2 separate regions of the Zea mays genome follow, and region 2 is linked to region 1. A link is a contact called in public Hi-C data. All regions are on one chromosome and are shown on one strand. Each heading gives the region's core, a stretch centred on a gene start, on an enhancer-like site or on the middle of the called end of the contact. The rest is flanking DNA. Distances are from core to core; before and after follow the strand shown.

Region 1 (4,965 bases), core at 1,267-3,766:
ACCAACTCTACCTGGTTACAGTTTTTCTTTGGCCATAATCTTTGTGAAAAAAACTAAAGTTATGCATCTTCTACCAACCACATGGACGATTAAATTAAAGAAAGTAAACGTACTTACTAACATGGAGATAGAGGAGAATGATTGTATATGTCAAATGGCATCTCTGTCCCGTGTCCCCCGTTTAAACATCATACAACGGGCACATAGCTTCCTACATTCGATATACAGTACTCTAGCCATTCCAAATTATTTCGATATACAGTTAGGGGTAGTAATGGATTACGATTTAAATGATTCTTCATAATAAGTTAGGGCTCTTAATTAATTATAGTTCAAAAATAAATAGAAATAGATCTCGATTCTAATCCAATTTGATTTTAAATTTTATAGTGTAAAAATCTATATTACATTAACACCCCTATATACGGTACTCTATCCAATTCGATTCTCAAAGCATATCAAGTTAATCAAAATTATAAAAGTAACTATAAAAATCTACAACATCAAATAGATATACTATAAATATAATTGATATAGAATCTAACAATACTTATTTAGTATCATATATTATTCTATCATAGAAATTTAGTCAAACTTAAGATATTTTAACTGTTAAAAAAATAAAATTTAAGTGTATTTTTTTTTGTTATCGCATATTAAATTGAATCATATACATAGATAAAAATTATTAGTTTTATAAGGTTACATAAGTATAGTATAAAAACATATCTTAATCTAAAGATACTTATCTAGTGTCGATTTTTTATTTATACTAGTTAGTTGATGTTAAGATATTTTAATCTGTTAGAGTTTTTTTAAAATTTATTTTATATATCATCATTTAGAGAGTTATCTGGATTAAAAAATCCCGTTTTATGTAGCTTTGCAGTCCCCGTGATTTGTTTTTTCTAGAGAAATTCCGTAATAAACGATGGCTATAGCATCTAAACCTCTATTCCTGACCAGCAGAAAACGGAGTTGCGGACGGAGGACGGGAGGAGTAGGTTACTTGTATCTATAGCCGGTGCAGCTTTTTGCTGCTTCCCGCTGATGGTCCCGTTTCTCTCTCTTTGCTGCTGGTGTTGTGTTGGTTTGTGCTTTGCAGGCTGTACCTGTACTGTACCCTGCAGCGCCGGCCTCAACCGATCACAGAACAGGGAAAAAGAAAATACTTAGCCACATCATTATTTCCTCATATTTTCCGGGAAATATGGGCTGTAAATGTTTATATGCTTTTCTTTTTTATTATTATTACAGCTCTTTGAAGCAGCAACCAAGAGCACAGGGGCACGCACAGTCACAGCCTCACAGGGCAGGGCGCAGACAGACACAGAACGGCAAAGTCCAGGACAAGACGCACTTTCCAGCTCCTTTGTGGCTTTGTCCACGACGGTCGACGGGAACCACCTGAAACCTGATTTGGTGATCCACCAGGGATCACGGAGGACCGGGAGAGCGTGTCGAGGGGAAAATTAGTTTAATTTTTTTTGTTAATCTCTTCTAATATCTGTGATCACTCTGTCACCAAATAAACCGAATCGAGAATTTTTTTTTAAAAAAAACCGTCCCACAACGGGACAGTCGATGAAGCGGTGGGCAATCCTGAAACCCACACCGTAACCCCATCTGCACTGCACTGCAGCGTACTGTAGTAGTAAACAAAAGCCTGCGAATCTCTGTGCGCGCGGCCCCATATCTCCAGAACTTGTATTAATGCGCCTCAATTACTCCACCCTCCTTCCGCTCACGCGACTGCGTCCACGGTCCAACACGCATCTCATCGGCCGTTTGCGTAAACTGAAAGTGTGTGTTTCTCCTCCATCTTCTCTTCCGTCCGGAGGCGATTTTGCAGGCTTGTTTCCCGTTCCTTCTCTACCGCGTTTGGGCTTGCGGTCCTTTTGCACTTTTCTGCTCTACGGCAGGACTAGCAGCATCCTGTTGACCTGGCCGACTACTGACAGATCAGATCAGATCAGCCTCAGGCTCCTCAGACGGACGGCGTTGTCTTCTTCCCCACCCCGCAGCCTTTTTTGCTTGCAGCTTACTAGTATAATTATTATGGCGTCCTCTGTCTCTGCGTGACCGTGTCCCTGTTGGCCTGTTCTCCCCACCCCCAAACGAATCCTCCTCCCCCACGGAAACAGAGAGAGGACGACGATTCTTCTTAATGATCCTACTAGTTAAGAGCACTCAAATCCTCCACATGTAGACGAGGGACGGTGAAGACATAATAGTAGAACCTGCCCCACCTGCCTCCGTCGTCAAGTCGAAGGAGACGAGCCGCGCCGCTCCTGCTACTCCCACTCTCCCCAGCCCCCACTGCCTGTGCCTCTGTCTGCAACAGCAACCCACATCCACCTCCTCCTCCTCTGGTCCTCTCCCCTCCCGCGCTCCCGCACTCCTCTGTGCTGTTCTGTGACCACCCGGGCATTAACTGCCCGCATTGGTGGTTTCCTGGGGCGGGGTGGTTGGATTAGGTCGCTTTGCTGCTGCCCGCCCGAAAGCAGGGTTGCAAAGCCCACCTCCGCCCTTTCGGGCAGAAAGAGCCAGAGAGAGAGAGAGAGAGGTCGGGGCCGGGGAGCACACACCCATCACCCATGGCCTGACTGACCTCCGGACTCTCCCTGCTTCCGTCCACGCCGCGGGCCGCCCAGCTGACTGCTCCTGCCCTCCGCCATGGCGTCCGTCAAGCTCGGCTCCAAGCCTGACGCCTTCAAGCGGCAAGGCCAGGCATGGTAAGTTCTCTCTCTCTCTCTCTCCAGTGCTTTCCTTACCATCTTCCCGAGTTTCCTTGCGGGCGGGTTTTCCTGGACGGGTTAACCGGGCCTCCGTTACCCTGCTCTGCTGCTTCCTCCGCGCTCCTCCTACCTGCTGCTGCTGATGCCTCGGAATTCGGGGGGTTCCGGATGGGTTTACTGTTCCTGCTCAAATCCGTGTGGATTTTGCACGGCCACGTCCCGAAAATGCCACAGGTCAGCTGGTTCGGAGACCGTACCGCACGACGCCGTCGCCGCGGCTCCTCCTGGGGTGCATTTGTTGCGCGTCCTGAACCTACCGTGACGAGGGCATTCTCAGGCCTTGCAGTTTTGCAAGGCTGCTGCCCGTCCGTTCAGTTCTTCTGTAGTATAGTAGTTATGTATCTTTGTGTGTGTGTGTGCATCCCGAGTTTTCTCTGCTGTCGTATTACCTTTCAGTTTTCCTAGTAAATTATTGGGCTTGCTTGTCCTGTTCCCACTCTTCTAATCTTCTGCTCGCGCCCAAGCATGGAACCAGAACTCTGGGAGCAATGGGTATTTCTTCTTCTTTTTTTCAAATTGCTGGTTGCATTTGGTAGTAGGGTACAACACCGTACACGTGGGCCTCTCTGGTTAGGGGCACTTGGATCCAAGTCCTTGAGATTCGGTTCAAAATTTGAACTATCAACACACATAGGAGTGCGAACTATTCCCAGAGCATCAGCATCCTCCTTGTCAAACCGGGCCCTTTAAGTGTCTGCCAGAATTCAGAACTCAAAGTTTTGCCTGCATTGTGGGCTCCTGCAACTATGCTTTTGTTTTAATCTACATGTCTCATGTCCAACTGAGAAATACTCGTCTAGCGGCTGTTGGCAGCATTTGCTATTATCCTTTTACAAGCACAAGAAATAGGGTTCGTATATTTCGTGGCTAGCGGTTTTAGGTACCCTGCATGAGTGCCTTATTGTGCATACTAAATGCATTTAAGCGTGGTGGGTGCAGTTGATCACATGTTATATCGACAGAAATTCTTGTTAATTAGAGTTGACTGCTTCAGCCAATCGTTTATTGGGTGGGCCTCATGGATCCACATCACATCTAGTTGGCAGTGATATGTTATTGTTCCTAATAATGGATGCTGATGTAACTGTCATGTAATTATTTAGACATGAGTATTTTGGATTTGTTTTCGTTGTGCAAGTCAAAACCTTTACCTCATCAATCTCCTTCCAGCTGATTGCTCGTAACTATACCGATGTGCCTGTACAGGGATCATCGTGATTTTGTGCTCGTGGTAGTATACAACAAAAAGATGTGCTTTTATCTTAACGTCTGTTTGGTATATATTGTGTGTTTTTGTGAGAAATATATTGCAAAAATCTCTCTCTCTATATATATCTACACCTGACTCTGCAATATATAAGACATCGCTCGAATTGTTTATATGCAGGAATAGGATGTACAAATAATTCGAAATTGACATTAACCACTAGGTGGCCACCCATCATTGTTTTTTTACCATAAGGAGTCTCATTTTCCAGTTCTTACTTAATATACAAATTTATCTGAATTTCGATTGTTCTTCTGCTTGTGAACCTTTTAGGTTCTGCACAACAGGACTTCCTAGCGATGTCACCGTTGAGGTTGGGGATATGTCTTTCCACCTTCACAAGGTACTGTCCTTTTTTTTCTGTGGATGTCTATAAGCCATTAAGTATGCATTTACTGTTAATGAGTCCTACAATTGAAACTCTTTAGAGTTTTATTTGTTTAAGTCAGTAGCTACGAAAAACTGTCAAGATACTGGAAAACTGTTCAAAGTGCATGAGAGACGAATAAAGTTTATGTAACATGCAAAAGTTATCCATTCAGATCCTATAAGAACAAATAAACAGTTCCTTGGTTTGAATGAATCTCTTGTCATATTCTGGATTCCTGTATTTTCCTGGTGTGTGCAAGAAATAAAGCAAAAATGGTTATATCCCTTTTGCTGCTTGTTCCCGTCTAGCAAATGTTCTCTGTCCATATCCTGTTGCAACAATAAACAGTTCCTTGCTTTGAATGAAACTTTCATCATACTTTGTTTGACTTGGTGTTTCCTGTGTAAAGCTTCTTCTACTGGCATTTATGAAAGAATATGAAAATGGTTATAACCTTTTATTTCTGTTCCAATTCTTTTGCTTCACTTTCTTGCCTTGTATGCCTTTAATTAACATTTTTACATGTTGAT
Region 2 (4,965 bases), core at 1,307-3,806, 350 kb after region 1:
AACATGGGGACACTCTGCACATTGTCCATGAAGATGAAGATATGGGACGACACATTGAAACAAGTCCATGGCACCCGAATACTACTAGTACGGTAATCGCTAGCTTTTGATACCGGTCATTGGACTCTCAGTTCCTCTGATCCTATCTCGTGCTTATCAGCGATGTTCATATTTTTAGCTTATTATTATTATTATTATTATTACTACTACTACTACTACTATTATTACTATTATTATTACTATTACTGATTCTTGACGTACTAATGGACAACGGCGTGCTTATAATGGCTTGGTACAACCACACGATCTACAGTAGATAGCTAGTGTTTATTAGGATCAGTTTTATTAGACTGGACACCCTACCAAAGGAACAAACGCAATGCACAGGAACAGTACTCGCTGAGCTGTACCAGTTCATCTAGCGGTCGAAGGACACAGTGTCCTACAATATGATCCATTGAGAATTCATGAGGTGGGTGCAGGATGGAAATAAAATGTGACCTTGCGGCTCTCTGCTCGCCCATTGAATGGCAAGGGGCCAAGGGCAACGCGACGCACGGAAGGGAAGCAAAGCTTGGATATGGATGGAAGGCGCGAAAGCAGGCGATGGTGGTGCCGTGCGCAGCGGAGTCGTCCCTTCACCCTCGTGATTGACCCTGGTCTTTCGCCCTAGTCTGGTCTCTACCGGCCAAAAAAAAAACGTTGTTTCCTACTATATTGTATCGGTATCCGCTCTCGAATATTTGTTGTGAGCTAATTAACTTTTGAACTAAACTACGACAAATAAAAAATAAAAAACTGTATATATAGCGATACTGATACTTAGTAGATGTAATAATTATTATTAAATTAGTTGTGAAATCTACTTTTTAAACTGAAGACCCGTTTGGAAAAAAGCACAAGCACATTGCTATCAGCTGCGGTTGCACGCAGCTAGCTGCAGCTACGCTGATAGCCGAGGCCAACCTAGGGATGGCAACGGAGAATTCCCCGCCGGGGAATAGCTTCCTATCCCCGTCTCGGCGACGAAAAAACTTCCCCGCGAGGATCCCCACGAACGCTTGCGGGGAGCATTTCTTCCCCATCCCCGTTCCCCGCGGGGATAAATCCCCAACGAGGATCTCCATCCCCGTTTAAATTACAATGAAGACATACGTACTTTGCTATTAATGTTAAATATTGTCGCTTATACACATTGTCAGATATAAGAAATCATTATGCACACATCAAAATAAACACATTTGTACAATTAGTCGTCTCTTGATAAGGTAATTATTTATTTTTGTCGTTAACTAGTATAAAAAACATAGTCACGTGCAAGTTTAACGGGTCCCCGCGGGGAACGGGGATGGGGAATGCTTCCCCGTCCCCATCCCCGTTTACCCGTTGAGGGATAAATTTTCCCCGTTTATATCCCCACGGGGGAAGTTTCTTCCCCATCTCCATCCCCTAATGGAGGAATTCCCCGCGGGGAATCAGGGATCGGGTCCCCGTTGCCATCTCTAGGCCAACCAGATACGCTTCTATGTTACACGGGGATCGGGTCAGTATACAGTATATATGAGCAGTTTTGTTCACGGCCTAAAAGCATGCTCACATTGTATTCTCGTGCTCCGACCACTGTAGTCTGCTCGCATTGTGTGATCTTGGCCCGTCTTCTTCCTCTCGCCTTCGCCTGTTACCGGTTGCAGCAGACAACCTCTCACGCACGCTCACGGGATGTAGTACTGTGTCTATGTTAATGTCGGCGAGCAGCTCACGCCACCCTTTTCGTTTGATCCACCATAACTGTTGCTAGTTATATTTTCACAAAACTGTACAGTTTCAGTTTCGATCTTAATTTCATTGGACGTGACGGATGCGTGCGACTCTCACGGTTCACCTCCAAAAGGCCGGCACCGTGGGGTCGTGCTCCTCGGCCACCGTATTAACCCGAGCGAGCATGCTCCCTGCCTTCTGCTGCTGCCACGGGCCATGTGCCTGTGCCTGCAAGAGCCAGCCCGCCATCAAAAGCGAGCACAGCGCCACCAACGCAACGACACACCTCCCCAGCAAAACAAAATGGACATCCTCCAAAGGAGAGAATATTTGTCCGTCCAGTTCCGCAACAAACAACACACGCGCGTCAGACTTGGCGCTGGGCCCCCCGGATTTGGGTCCAGTCCACGATGCGATACAAAAACAAGGAGTATGCGCACAATTTCGAGTAATAATAAATAGCCATTGGATTATTTTCATCTGTATATTCATTCTCTCAAGGGCCCCGATGTTTGCCTCATTTGTGACTCTATGTAGGTCTAACACTAGTAGCTAACTGAACATCTACTAGTCTGTTCAAAGCCACCAATTTTTTTTTACTACAAGGCTGGGCCTTTATTCACATCAGTCATGCGTGTCACCTTGTAAACGGACAAAAAGAAGGACAAAAAAAAGAAACTGATGAATTTCAGGAACAAAAGAGACTAATATAAAGATGAAAAGGAAATTACGAGTAGTACATTATTTGAAAAGACCCCACCGGGTTGTATTGTACCCCTCAGGCCCTCACCCTCAGCAGAGCACAGAGCTGAGCGTTTGCCGCTATCCCGCTCGCTACTATTAAACCGACCCCAACTCGTCTCTCACCACCTCTCTCCCCATCCCCGTCTCGCCGCTAGCTTTCCCTTTCCCCCTGCTGCTCCTCCCCTCCGTCCTCCTCCTCACCCTCCCCGCGGGCCGCGCGGCTCGGCAGCCAAGCAAGCAACAGCACAACACACCCCCGCACCGCCGCCACTTCTCTCTCTCTCTCTCTCTCTCTCTCTCTCTCTCTCTCTCTCTCTCTCTCTCTCTCTCTCTCTCTCTCTCTCTCTCTCTCTCTCTCTCTCTCTCGCACCACCACCATGGCGTCGGGCGGCTGCGCTCTCGCCCCGAGGCTATGACTCGGCGCCGCCCGTGGCCGTGGCTCTCCGTCTTCTCCATCTCCCCGCGACGACGACAACCCCTCCTCCTCCGACTCCGACTCCTCCCTGGGCGGCGGTGCTAGCCAGATGTCGACGGCGCTGGCGGTGGTCGGGGGCGGCAAGGACCGGCCGTCGCCCGGCGGCGGCGGGGCGCCGCAGGTGGACACGGGCAAGTACGTGCGCTACACCCCCGAGCAGGTCGAGGCGCTCGAGCGCGTCTACAGCGAGTGCCCCAAGCCCAGCTCGCTGCGCAGGCAGCAGCTCATCAGGGAGTGCCCCATACTCAGCAACATCGAGCCCAAGCAGATCAAGGTCTGGTTCCAGAACCGCAGGTGCGTGCGTCGCCGGCCCTCTTTCCGTCCATCATCTCACCTCTGGCTCTGTTCATGCCTCCGCTTATTCGTTGACGAATTTGTGCGCTCCTTCCTGCCAGTGCCTCTGCTGCTGGAATTTCTCTCTCCCCCTGTTTTTCTTTTTACGATGATATGTTTTTCCTCTTTAGTTTTTTTTTTAGTTTTGAGGTCGGGCCATATTTGCTCAGGTTTTCAGCTGGAACTTGTAGGACTACAAATTCTCTTTGCTCAGATTTTTTTTTACCCCCGGTTGTATCGCCGTTAGGCGTAATGGACGCGTCCTTTTGCTGCTCGCATGTGCTATGTACGACTAGCAACATTTGCCTAGCATTTGTAAGGAAAGGCTGTTGTCCCTGAACTTGGATAAATAAATAAATGGATCTAATTAGGTATCCCGTGCCTATCACAATGTTCACGTTAAGAGCAGATTTAAATGGTAGTAGGGAAACATCATTTTCAGTTGGGCAACCAATCAGCCTGCCCGAGTTTCGTGCCAGCCATTGCTTGCTTTGCTTGCCACACGGGCCTGTAACTGGAATACGATGTTTAGAATGAGCAGTTACATTTCAATACTGCGTAAGCGATCGTTGTCTTAGTTTTCTTCATATGTAAGTCAGCAAGTGACATCTGTAACTCCTGTGCGATTTGACTGTGATTCTGATGTTTCTTGTGATTGATTGGTAGATGCCGCGAGAAGCAGCGGAAGGAGGCCTCGCGCCTGCAGACTGTGAACCGGAAGCTGACTGCGATGAACAAGCTGTTGATGGAGGAGAATGACAGGCTGCAGAAGCAGGTCTCCCGACTCGTCTACGAGAATGGATACATGCGACAGCAGCTTCACAATGTGAGATCCATCTCCCTTGCTCATTCCCCAGAACATCTTATTTATATTTTTTTTTCTAGATAAATCAGCTGAATGGCACAAAGTATCATGTAGTAGTGAATGGTGCTGTTTTATGTAAGTTTTGATGCGAACCTTGTCGCATGATTCCACGTCTAATACCGTGTGTTTTGATATTTGCAGCCTTCTGCTGCGACTACAGACACGAGCTGTGAGTCTGTGGTCACAAGTGGTCAGCACCACCAACAGCAAAACCCAGCAGCTCCGCGTCCTCAACGGGATGCAAATAACCCAGCTGGGTAATTTCAGCCCCCCCACCCCCCCTCCCCCAACATTTATTAGACAGCTTTGTGCTTGTAAATCTGATGGAGCTCTTTTTCAACATGGCAGTCTCCTAGCTATCGCTGAGGAGACCTTGGCAGAGTTCTTGTCAAAAGCGACAGGAACTGCTGTCGATTGGGTGCAAATGGTTGGGATGAAGGTAATATACACTTGTTGCGACAAAAAAAAAAGAATTTTAACATGTGTTGGCTACTTCAATTATGTTTTGGCTCATTACTTAAAGCACGAATTCCTTTACAGCCTGGTCCGGATTCCATTGGAATCATCGCTGTTTCGCACAATTGTAGTGGCGTAGCAGCCCGAGCTTGCGGCCTAGTGAGCCTTGAGCCCACAAAGGTGTGTTTTTTGTTCATTCTTCATCATCACATAGCTTTATGTTTCCATTCAGCAGACATGCCCTAATTGACTAGTCCATAGGTCGCGGAGATCCTCAAGGATCGCCCTTCTTGGTACCGCGATTGTCGGTGTGTGGATATTCTCCATGTTATCC

The links. Hi-C and Micro-C count contacts between places; a contact is called where the count stands out from the background.
Region 2: a Hi-C map of ear shows a contact between it and region 1, with 2.3 times the contacts expected there. The contact joins the promoter of LOC100192557 here to the promoter of LOC100382062 in region 1. A contact is called at or near these places in 4 of 25 Hi-C or Micro-C datasets (ear, leaf and tassel).

The regions. Positions count from the first base shown.
Region 1 is chr1:257,551,063-257,556,027 of Zm-B73-REFERENCE-NAM-5.0, forward strand. It overlaps LOC100382062, which reads left to right and starts at 2,517. Exons shown (of 4, transcript NM_001174826.1): 1 at 2,517-2,735; 2 at 4,339-4,408. The coding sequence starts at 2,677.
Region 2 is chr1:257,904,903-257,909,867 of Zm-B73-REFERENCE-NAM-5.0, forward strand. It overlaps LOC100192557, which reads left to right and starts at 2,557. Exons shown (of 18, transcript NM_001365535.2): 1 at 2,557-3,271; 2 at 3,977-4,136; 3 at 4,317-4,432; 4 at 4,524-4,614; 5 at 4,716-4,811; 6 at 4,893-4,965. The coding sequence starts at 3,027.